4 separate regions of the Sus scrofa genome follow, and regions 2, 3 and 4 are each linked to region 1. Evidence: chromatin contacts called from public Hi-C and HiChIP or PLAC-seq data. All regions are on one chromosome and are shown on one strand. Each heading gives the region's core, a stretch centred on a gene start, on an enhancer-like site or on the middle of the called end of the contact. The rest is flanking DNA. Distances are from core to core; before and after follow the strand shown. Region 1 holds the start of GPR157 (G-protein coupled receptor 157). Region 2 holds the start of TMEM201 (transmembrane protein 201). Region 3 holds the start of SLC25A33 (solute carrier family 25 member 33). Region 4 has its middle 46 kb from the start of SLC25A33.

Evidence for each region. Hi-C and Micro-C count contacts between places; a contact is called where the count stands out from the background. HiChIP or PLAC-seq counts read pairs in DNA pulled down with a chosen protein or histone mark.
Region 2: an H3K27ac HiChIP or PLAC-seq map of skeletal muscle shows a contact between it and region 1. The contact joins the promoter of TMEM201 here to the promoter of GPR157 in region 1. A contact is called at or near these places in 2 of 47 Hi-C or Micro-C datasets (embryonic fibroblasts and epiblast stem cells) and 2 of 2 datasets of contacts at active chromatin or transcription factors (alveolar macrophages and skeletal muscle).
Region 3: an H3K27ac HiChIP or PLAC-seq map of alveolar macrophages shows a contact between it and region 1. The contact joins the promoter of SLC25A33 here to the promoter of GPR157 in region 1. A contact is called at or near these places in 1 of 47 Hi-C or Micro-C datasets (embryonic fibroblasts) and 1 of 2 datasets of contacts at active chromatin or transcription factors (alveolar macrophages).
Region 4: a contact with region 1 is called in a Hi-C map of omental adipose tissue, with 2.2 times the contacts expected there. The contact joins the enhancer-like site here to the promoter of GPR157 in region 1. A contact is called at or near these places in 8 of 47 Hi-C or Micro-C datasets (embryonic fibroblasts, fetal heart ventricle, fetal skeletal muscle and 5 more) and 2 of 2 datasets of contacts at active chromatin or transcription factors (alveolar macrophages and skeletal muscle).

Annotation. Positions count from the first base shown.
Region 1 is chr6:69,580,363-69,583,002 of Sscrofa11.1, forward strand. It overlaps GPR157 (G-protein coupled receptor 157), which reads right to left and starts at 1,294. Exons shown (of 4, transcript XM_021095284.1): 1 at 803-1,294. The coding sequence starts at 1,189.
Region 2 is chr6:69,972,059-69,974,698 of Sscrofa11.1, forward strand. TMEM201 (transmembrane protein 201) reads left to right here and starts at 1,320. Exons shown (of 10, transcript XM_013998955.2): 1 at 1,320-1,567. The coding sequence starts at 1,455.
Region 3 is chr6:69,933,483-69,936,122 of Sscrofa11.1, forward strand. SLC25A33 (solute carrier family 25 member 33) reads left to right here and starts at 1,328. Exons shown (of 7, transcript XM_003127538.6): 1 at 1,328-1,661. The coding sequence starts at 1,606.
Region 4 is chr6:69,887,940-69,890,579 of Sscrofa11.1, forward strand. No RefSeq gene overlaps it. Among named protein-coding and RNA genes, the nearest start is that of SLC25A33, 46 kb to the right of the region's middle. Within about 2 kb of position 1,307, at least 10 of the 83 cell types and tissues checked have an H3K27ac peak or open chromatin away from gene starts, as enhancers often do. A contact at or near this core is called in alveolar macrophages, omental adipose tissue and skeletal muscle, where this site is marked.

The sequences.
Region 1 (2,640 bases), core at 44-2,543:
TACACCAGGAAGGGGCAACCTTCTCCCATAGGTGAAGGTAACTTGGGCAGACACTTCCGTGGCAGGGCAGGACCAGGCCTTGATTTTCTCTGCTCTCAGAGACTGCAGGCAGCTGGCAGCTCTCCTTCCAGACCAGCCTCTGCCACTGACCCTCAACTTCAGAGCTGCTGAACTCCAGAAAGAAAGTCAAGATCTAGAACCGAGATAATGAGGGATTGGGGCCTGAGGTTTCGAGATGAGCAAAGATAAGAATAAACAGGACTGTTCTTCCTAAATTTTACAGCCGAAGCTCTGCGCACGGCTGGCACAGAGCTGGGTGGAGGGAAGCCTGGGAGTTGCTGAGTGGACCACACTCATGGCCCAGCCTGGTTCCCAGGTGCTGCTCCTCAGCCCCGCCCACAGCAGAGATGGCCAGGATGCAGCTAAGCAGGAGGCCAAGGGCCCAGCTGAGGTGCTTCCAAGTTACCAGAAGTGCTCTGAGGGCCAGCTCTGGGCCCCTGCCCTCCAGGGGCTGCTCTGAGGCGCTTACCTCATTGGGAGGCTCAAGCTGGGGCCACCTCAAAGGGGTACCCCTGGCGGCGATGTTCAGAACAAGCTCATCTTCTCGGCAAGCCTAGCATCACTCCGCTGGCCCCGAGCTGCCCCGGGGCAGGAGCAGACACCAGACCCTGCCAGCCGGGGGCCTGGCCAGGGGTCCGACCAAGAAGCGGGGACCAGAGGGGGGCGAGAGTCACAGGGGCAGCAGAAAAGGCCCAGGAGGGTGTCAGGGGACCAGAGGGAAAGCTGCGACCGCCGCTGCCACCCACCTGACGATGTGGAAAGCCCAGAACAGGCGACTGGCCCCCTGCCCACGTACAGTGCGGACGATGCTGAGATACAGGTAGAGGGCGATGGCCACCGTCCAGAAGAAGGAGCTGGTGTTGGCGAAGGTGGACAGCGCGCCCTGAAGCACGCAGTCCCAGGAGGGGCCCTCGAAGTCCCGCAGCACCCCGTAGAAGTAGGAGGTGGCCGAGAGCAGGTCAGCCAGCGACAGGAAGAGCAGTAGGCGCCGCGCCCTGCTGCGCAGGTCGGGCCACAGGGCGTGCGTGGCCACCAGCAGGCCCGAGCCGAGCGCGGACAGCACGCACGAGAGCAACACCACGATGCGCTCCGACGGCATCAGCTCGGTGGGCGGCGCGGGAGGAGACATGGCCGGGCGCGGAGCGGGCCGGGGCGCCGCCAGGACAGAGGCCCGGCCCCGCGTCCGGCAGACGCCGTCTGGGCACCGACCCACGAGCCGCTAGCGCCCCAGCGCCCGCCCCGCCCGAGTCCCTGCCCCTCCCGGCCCTCCCGGCCCACCCTGGGCCCCGCGCCCGCGCCCCGCCCCGCCCCTGCTCCTAGGCCCCGCCCCGCCCCTGCTCCCAGGCCCCGCCCCCGCCCCACGCCACGCCCCCGCGCCCTCCGCGCTCCACCCGGTGGCGCCCAAGTCCGCCCCGCCCTCGCGCCCCACCCCCGCCCTCGAACCACGCCCCTGCGTGTCCACGCTCCACCCCGTGGCCCCCACGTCCCGACTGTGGCCCCGCGCGGGGCTCTGAGCCTTTCCCTGCCCAGCGCCCCAGACCCCAGGCAAACCCCCAGCTCCCCAGCACCATCCCTAAGCCCCGCCCCTGCCCCCCGGTTCCTTTCATGCCCGTGGTCCATTCCTCAGCGCTGCACTACCCCCCCTCCCCACAGAGCCTCTGGCTCTGGCCAGACAGCTAGGACGTCCAGTTCTGGGGAGGGATGGACTGGCATTTTTAGGGCTAATATTACCTTCTTTCGTTAGAGCCAGGCTCTGTGTGTGTGTGTGTGTACACAAGTTTGTGCAACCATCATCTTTATCTAATTCCACGTGTTCATTCCCTCGAAAAGAAACACAGTAGTGTCAAGGGGTGATGGGTCCAAAATGGAATCACTTGTGCTAAGCTCACATCACCAAACCGAAATTTAATACTTAATGTAATTGTAGTTTCAACCTCTCCCAGGAATGTAACCTTAACCAGTCAATCTGGAATTTCCTGCTCAGCACTAGTGAAGCAACCCATCAGAGAGACCCCTGCCATGTGCCTAAAGAAGGGAGTCTTGCCTGAAATAATCAGCTCTTTGCTAGAATCCGTCCCTTGTCCCATCTCTTGTCTATGAAACCCTTCCACTTCGTACAGCCCTTCAGAGTGATGCTGCATGATTCATGATTGGTGAATAAAGCCAATAAGATCTTTAGGATTCACTCAGTTGAATTTCATATTTTACCTGTAGTCATTCTGCATCGCTCTCTCCCCTCCAGTTCCTGGCAACTACTAATCCAACTTCTGTGGATTTACCTTTCTGGAAATTTCACAGAGATGGGATCAAATAATAGGTGGTCTTTTGTGACTGGCTTCTTTCACTTTGTCTTCAAGTTTCATCCACATTATAGCATGTACAGGGCTTCATTCCTTTTTGTGGCTGAGTAATGTTCCATTGTACAGATATCCCACATTTGTTTTTCCGCCTATTAATTGATAACCACATTTGGCTATTATAAATAAAATTGCTATGAATGTTCATATACTTTTTTTTTTTTTTTTTTTTTGTCTTTTTAAGGCTAAACCTGAGGCATATAGAAGTTCCTGGGCTAGGGGT
Region 2 (2,640 bases), core at 70-2,569, 390 kb after region 1:
CCCATCGCTCACTAGGACAGTAAGGACTCTAATGTTGACCTCAAAAAGCATGAAGTGTGGGAACGCTGAGAAGTACATTGTAATTAAATACGAACATTTCCAACTCGCTTTTTTTTTTTTTTTTTTTTTTTAATGAGGTTAGCACAGAGTTCCTTCTTGTGGCTCAGCGGAAACGAATCCGACTGGTATCTAAGAGGATGCTGGTTCACTCCCTGGCCTCACTCAGTGGGTTGAGGATCCGGTGTTGCTGTGAGCTGTGGTGTGGGTCACAGACATGGCTCTGATCTGGTGTGGCCATGGCCATGGTGTAGGCTGGCAGCTGCAGCTCGGATTCGACCCCTTGCCTGAGAACCCCCATATGCTGCAAGTGTGGCCCTCAAAAGACAAAAGTAATTTAGTGCAAACCAATAATACTAAAACTCTTGGATAATCTTCCTGCTCTTCTGAGGTAACTGTTTGCTGTTCAGTATTATCTATTCCTACAAACATAAATTATAGGAGTTTATTCAAACTTAGATATAAATATTAATGTGCAAATCACTTTGTTATGAAACTATTTCACCCCTCTAGGCCAGTCCCTGTAGCCCTGACATTCTAATAGTTGGATTTATGTTCTGAAGCATGGCTGTCCTGTGGTATATTCAACCTCCTCCTTATTGGTGGGGATTGGTGGTGTGCAGGGAGGGTTCGTGTTTCTACGAACTGATTGATTGATTGATTGATTGATTTTTGGTGCGGCATATGGACGTTCCCAGGCTAGGGGTCCAATCGGAGCTGCAGCTGCCAGCCTACACCACAGCCACAGCAACGCTGGATCCGAGCCGTGTCTGCGACCTACACCACAGCACAAAGCAATCCTGGGTCCTTAACCCACTAAGCGAGGCTAAGGATCGAACCCGCATCCTCATGGATCCTAGCTGGGTTGGTTAACGGCTGAGCCACAAAGGGAACTCCTACAAACTTATTTGGAGTGGCTTCAGGGGAAGTGGCTTAAGAAGCTCCAACCTGCTGCAACTGGTCGGCTTGTCTAGGTGTTGGGAAGCCTGGACTAGCGGTGGAGGGAGAAGAGGGGAAGACTAGTTACGATCTGGCAAGTAACTGGAGATGCTGAAGTTAGCCGACTTTGGGCAAGGCGCCGGGCGAGTGCGGAGGAAGCGGTGGAGGGCGGACGGGGCTCCACGCAGCCTCCCACCTCCTGCCGCCGGGGGGCGCACTCCGAGCGGCACAGCCACTTCCGCCGGCGCCCCGCCCACCAGGCTCGCCCGGCGCTTCGATTGGCTTGCGCAGCGGGAGCGCGCCGAGTCAGGGGGCGGGCCCGCGCCGGCTACAAAGCGGCGAAGGTCACGGCGCGGGGAGGCGCGCGCCGCCGCTCCGCGTCCCGCCTGCGTCCCTCGGCTCTGCCGCCACCGCCTCCCGACGCTGCCCGCCGCCGCCCACCGCCTGCGCGAGGAGCCATGGAGGGAGTGAGCGCGCTGCTGGCCCGCTGCCCCACGGCCGGCCTGGCCGGCGGCCTGGGGGTCACGGCGTGCGCCGCCGCCGGCGTGCTGCTCTACCGGATCGCGCGGAGGTGAGTGCGCGCGGCCCACGCGGCCTCGGCCCGCGCCCGCGGCCCTCCCGCCCCGGCGCTCCGGAGCCTCCCTCTCCGTGCGCGCCGGGGCCGCGGTGTGGCGTGGGGCCCGTGTGTGCCGCGCTGAGCCCCGTCGTGCACGCCCCCGCCTCAGAAAAGAAGAGCGGGCTGCGAATCCTCGGTCGGGAAGCGGCTGAGGATCGGGTTGAGGGTCCCCAGGAATGTGGGGCGGGCGGCAACAGCCAGCGCGTGGGCTATGAACTTCCTTCCCCCGCGGAGACCTGTGATGGCCGAGCCGCAGGGTCTTCAGGGCCCCCAGACCCTGAGGGAGAGCCGAGCGGGGCTCGGGCCGCTCTCTTTTCCGACTCAGCCCCCATCCCTGGTCCTCAGGAGCACGTTGGAGTAGCGTGATCCCAGCCAGCAGTTTCTGGTCTGTATACGCTGTCTCAGGCGTCCTTCTAATCTCACATTAGCTCATTTCAGAGGCACAACCCCTGCCTTCCCTAGAGAAGCGGAGGGACAAAAGAGCTACATAAATTGTTATTAATCAGAGGAGTAAGGGTGTGAGCTGAAGCATCCTTGCCATGGAGCCTGCATCCCTAACCCCTTGGCCCTACTGCCTCCAAGAGCAGAAAACCTGACATACTTCAGAGGTGTTTAAAACTGGGCCGGGTTGCTGCTGGGGTTCAGTGGGTGTCCCCTGCCCTGGCCCAGGCTTAAAGATACGCTGATCGCCCCCTCCCCCCATACGAAGAGCTGGCTTCTTGCTCCAGCAAGGCCTCAGGGGCAGCCCCACTGTGTCCTCATTTGATCCACCTTCCCAGGGAACAAGGAAAAAGAGGGGGTTGTGAGAACATTCTGGGGACAGAATGAGTGGGTTTGTAGAATCAGCAAGGGAGGTGGGAAGCTCAGCTCTTTCGGTGGGAGAGAGGAAGGAACTTGCCCACGGCCACCCAGCAGCGAGTCAGGGAGCTGGGAGCTGGCATTGGAACCCAGAGGGTTGGTCTGTTCTTCCTTAGGCAGCACCGTACGCTGCTTCTCACCCAGGGGAAGAGAAGTGAGGGCGACTGAGT
Region 3 (2,640 bases), core at 78-2,577, 350 kb after region 1:
GGGAGAGAGAGGGAGGGAGGGAGAGAAGTCCAAAGTAAGGAGAAAGTTTCTGGTATTGGGAGCTATGCAGACGGTTGAGTCACCATTCTCCAGAACAGGAAATGCAAGAAACAGACAGATTTGGGGGAGGGGAAGAATGAAGTGATGAATTCTGTTCAGGAATTAGTTTCTTGATCATTATTAGTGGCAGGTACCTTGTCAGAAAACACCATGAACAAAAAGACACAAGGTCCCTGCACTCCGAGGCTTACACTCCAGGGGCAGGACAATTTACACAAATAAAACAACAAAGTAACTGCAGAAGCCTAAGTGAGGAATTTTTTTTTTCGGGGGTCTTTTTAGAGCGGAACCCACAGCATATGGAAATGGAGCCAGGGATGGAACCCGGGTCCTCAAGGGATGCTAGTCCCTTTCGTTACCACTGAGCCACAAGGGGAACATCTCTGTGAGGAAATTAAATAGAATCATGTGTTGCGGGGGAGGGGGAGGGGCGGGCAGGGAAAGCCTGCGTTGGGAGACTTGGAGTTAATGGGTCGCCAGACTGGGTTTGACATTAAAGTAAATAAGCAGCTCTCATATAGAAGCTTGAAGCTCAGAGGTCTGGGCTGGAGATGAACAGAAAAGAGGCCAAAAAGGTATCGCAGCACAGGATGGTATTTCTAGAAAAATCAAAAATACACAAAAACAGAGATCCCATCGTGACTCAGCGGTTAACGAATCTGACTAGCATCCATGACAGAGGTTCAATCCCTTGCCTTGCTCAGTGGGCTAAGGATCTGGTCTTGCGGTGAGCTGTGGTGTAGGTTGCAGACATGGCTCCGATTCCGAGGGGCAGTGGTGTAGGCCGGCAGCTACAGCTCCAATTTGACCTCTCGTCTGGGAACCACTATATGCCCTGGGTGCGGCCCTTAAAAAACAAAAAACAAAAACCTCCAAACACCCAAAGGATACCACCGCTGGTATACTGAGGGTTCAGGCTGTCTGGACCTTGTTTTTCCCCCTAAACTGCGAGATTAGTACACAGATATGAGAGGTCATACATAATCTATATACGTTTTTACACATCCTATGTATCACAAAGTAAACTTGACTGAAAAAAGGAAAAAAGGCCAGGTGGAGGGTCCCGCTAAACTCGACCCAGTGCAGTTTCTGCGCGTTCCAGATCAGGGACAAGGCAGCTTCGGCCGGTTCTCACTCCACGCGCATTGGTCCAGCCCCGCCCCTTCCCGCTGCCCAGTCACCCCGCCCACTTCCGCCTTCCGGCCAATGGGCGCTCGGGATCGGGGCCCACACCCCCACCGCGCACCGCCCCGGGCTCGCGCCGCCGAGTGACGTCACGACCTGGACTCCGCACACGACGCCCGCGCGCCAGGCTCCCGCTTGCTGCCGGGCTCGCGCCGCAGAGGCCGGTGAGGCGCCTGCGGCCACGCGGTGGAGGGTGCAGGCCGACGGTGCCGGTCGTCGGGGCGCGCGCGCCACGCATGGAGGCGGCGCGGGCGGCTGCCTAAGGGCAGTGGGGCCAGTGGAGCGGCTACCTTGCGTATCCGTCGAGCGGCCTCGAGCCCACGGCAGCCGGCGGCGGCGGGCCGCGGAGCCGGCGCGGCCATGGCGACGGGCACTCAACAGAAGGAGAACACGTTGCTTCACCTCTTCGCCGGCGGGTGAGTGTCCCGGTCTGACCCCGCGCCCCCGCCTCTCGTCCTCGGCCCCGCCCTCCCGGTGCCCTCTGTGCTCCGGGTAGGGTTACCTGCCCTCCCCCGGCTGAAACGCTGGCTCTCGAGGAGGAAGTGCCGGCGTCGGGGCAGTGGGGAGGCCCGGTTGCGGGGGGGAAGCTCGGGGCCTGTCCCATCTCCCAGCTGCATCTCGGGAGAGTGATTGTACCCTGCGTCCGTTCCCCTCCCGTGCCCATCCTCCAACCCGAGATGTCTCTAGCTTTTTCTCCTTTTAAACAATTAGTGGCTGCTCTTACGAGTGTTACTCGGGATGGTCCTTCCTGGGCACAGTATACTAATTGCCCTCCTGCCTGTATTCTCCTCCAGGGCCTTTCTCCGAAGGCCCTGGGCAACCTTGTGGATGCTCGGTTTGGCCCGGTAGTTCCTCAGGGTAGCACAGGGGCGAGTTCAGACCGTCGGGAGGGCTGCAGGTGTTGGGTATCTGCAGGGGCCTGGAAAGTGCTGGTGAACCGTGATCCTGGGGTCAGCAGTCTGTGGGAGGACTGATGGGGGAATCTACGGGCAAAGTGAGATCAGGAAGGTGTGTTGAAATGCTTCTCAACTGCTGTGAAATGTCCATCGTCAGAAACAGCGTAATTCTAAGATGCACCCTGTTTTTAAAGCGTTCATTAGTTTGATCTTTATGGCACTTGATGTTTTTCAGTGGAGGAAGCATATTTTTAGGGAGGTTGGATGGTAGGGGGTTAGGAAGGGAGCTGGTGTTTTTGTTTTTTTCGGAAAATAAAAATGAAAATGTTTTGTATTGGTAAATTTTTTTCTTTTAATGGCTTTGGGTTGCTTTGGGTCCTTTTGAAGTCGCCTAAATGTTTGGAGTCTTATTTGAGCGCCTCACAGGCCTGGCACAGCCATTTTTAAGTATAGGGCATTTTACATAAAGTAGGATTTATCCTAGATTTTTATCTTTTTT
Region 4 (2,640 bases), core at 57-2,556, 310 kb after region 1:
GTTCTAAAGAGCTTATATCCCAACTTTTCCCCAACGATAAAGAGTTTGTTTCTCCTTCTTCTCCTCCTCCTTCCTCTTCTGCGGCCGTGCCCAAGGCATATGGAAGTTCTGGGGCAAAGAATCTAACCCGAGCCACGCCAACAACCCGAGTCACAGCAGACCTTCACCCACTGTGCCGCCGGGAACCCCCAGAGTGGAAATGTATGCAGCAGGCTTCATCCACTCTGTCCGTACTTCAGGATGCAATTTCTAACCTTTCACTGACTGGTCCTTTGGCTGAGATTGGACTCTGGGGCCCTCCCCTCCTCCCGGGGCGGCACCCCACCCTCACCCGTGGTGGGGGGAAGGCGGGATAAGGGAGATGGGACTTGCTCACGGGGAGGCCTTGACACCACTGCTGATGGTGGGGAGCACGTAGGTCTCTCTCCAGCCCGGGGTGACCCCAGTCAGGCCCTTAGACGCCACCCAAGCCTGTCTAAGGCTTCCTATGGTGGCACCTGCCTGTCTTTAGATGCGAGAGCCTGGAGGCTGTCAGAGGGGGTCATCTGTTGTCTCCCCTTCCTCACCCATGGTGCCAATCTGCAGACCAGCCAAGGCAACGACATCAGGCCTCTGTCCGCCTCTCGCCAGCTGGCTCCACGCACTTTGATTCAGTGTCTGGGCCTCCGTGAACAGAGCGGCCGGGGGAGGTGACGTTGGCAGGGTGGGGCAAGGAGCCTCCCAGGCACAATTTCCCTTACTCCTGGATCTCCCAGGAGGGACCACCCCTCTGGATGGTAGTTATGGTGTGAACAGAGGGGGTGCGGCCAGCTGGGTGACTCAGGAATGTTTGAGAACCCGATAGCCTGAGGCTGGGGATGAAGATGCACCATGCCTTTCCCCCAGGGACAGGCAACATTCGTTGGCCCCCAGGGGTCTCCTTCCCCTGCCAGTCCTTCCAGTTACTTCTCAGGGAGCAAAAGTTGCCTCTCTGGACACTCCGTGCTCCTGGAGCTGCATTTACCTTCCCCAGTGGACCTGGGCCCTAATTCTAGTAACCTGGCCCATCCCAGGACGTAATCAGGAAGGACGGTCCCCATTGTTCCAGGCTGTACTAGGGGGACCCACAGCTGGCCTCTCTCCTGGGGTCAGCACCTCAGGGTCTGGTAGGCTGGGAGTCTCCCCCTCTGAGAAGGCAAGCCACTTACCCACCACCTGCCTCTGTTTGAAGCCCCAGTATGTTCCATGTGCTGCCACCAGGGTCACTCAGCAACCCTACACATTCCCAACCAGACCCAGCTGCCCCAGTGGAGAAGCACGGGACCTAGTCTTTGGGGGAATTACCATTAAAATTTGCCTCTCAGAGGACTTCCCTTGTGGCTCAGCAGGCTCTGGTGTCGTCACCACTGCTGTGGCTCTGGTTACAGCAGATTCCATCCCTGGCCCAGGAACTTCCACATGCTGCAAGTGTGGCCAATAAAATTGCTTCTCAGGACTTCCTGCTGTGGCATAGTGCTAACGAACCCGACTAGTATCCATGAGGACGCGGGTTGATCCCTGGCCTGGCTCATCAGGTTAAGAATCTGGCCTTGCTGTGAGCTGTGGTGTAGGTCACAGACGCGGCTTGGATCCTGCATTGCTGTGGCGGTGGTGTAGGCCGGCAACTGCAGCTCCAATTCGACCCCTACCTTGGGAACTTCCATAGGCCACATATGTGGCTCTAAAAAAGGCAAAAAGAAAAAAAAAAAGTTGCTTCTCAGAGATTCTTTTTTTTTTTTCCAGTAATGGTCTCTTAATTTGGGAGAAGGGAGTGTTTCATTGCCTTATTCGTTTATCAAATATTCAGAAACCAGGCACTGGGCTAGAGGCGGTGTGGGGGCCAGTGCCCACCCCGGACCCAACAACAGCAATACAAATTAAAAACAACAAAATGCCAGACGGGCACAGTGACAAAGTGTCCTGGCACAGGGCGGAGAACGGGAGAGCCAGGGTCCCTAAACAGCACCTCCCGGATTTAGTTTATGCCACAAGAACTTAGAGAACCTGCTGTGCCAACAAATGCTAAGCCTTTTATTCTTTTAAGAGCTCCACAGGGCTGGTGTTGTTATTATCACATTTCACGGAAGCTGGGGCCACAGGGCACAGAGAGGTTAAGGTGCCCAGTGTCCCATAGCTGCTGAGTGGCAGAGTGCGTTTGTACCCCAGCAGCCTGGCTCAAGTCCTGCTCTTAGCCACTGTCAAGTCTGCGTCTGCTGCAGGCGAGTCTCTGACTAAGCTCACATCGGTACTGGGCCACTGATGGAACAAGTGTCTTTCCTGCTCATTCACCAGGCAGAGGCTTCGTCTTTGGGCCCAAGAGCACGGGGGCGGGGCGGTGGGGGCCGATCAAGGCTTTACACCTGCCTTTGAATGAACAATCTGTTCCGGAAGGAAAAGTAACACAATGAAACCTGACTCTGGTTGAAGGGCCTCTCGTTCCACCAGGGAGAGGGGACAGGCTCCCAGAGGGGCAGGTCCAGGACCTTCTGCCTGGAGCACTGACCTCATTGTGAGCACCAGCCACAGGGAATGTGCCTGAGGGCCCCAGGGGGTCTTGAGGGAACCTCAGAGGACAGCCCAACTCAGAGGCTGACCCCTCCCTCATGAGTGCTGACTCGCTCT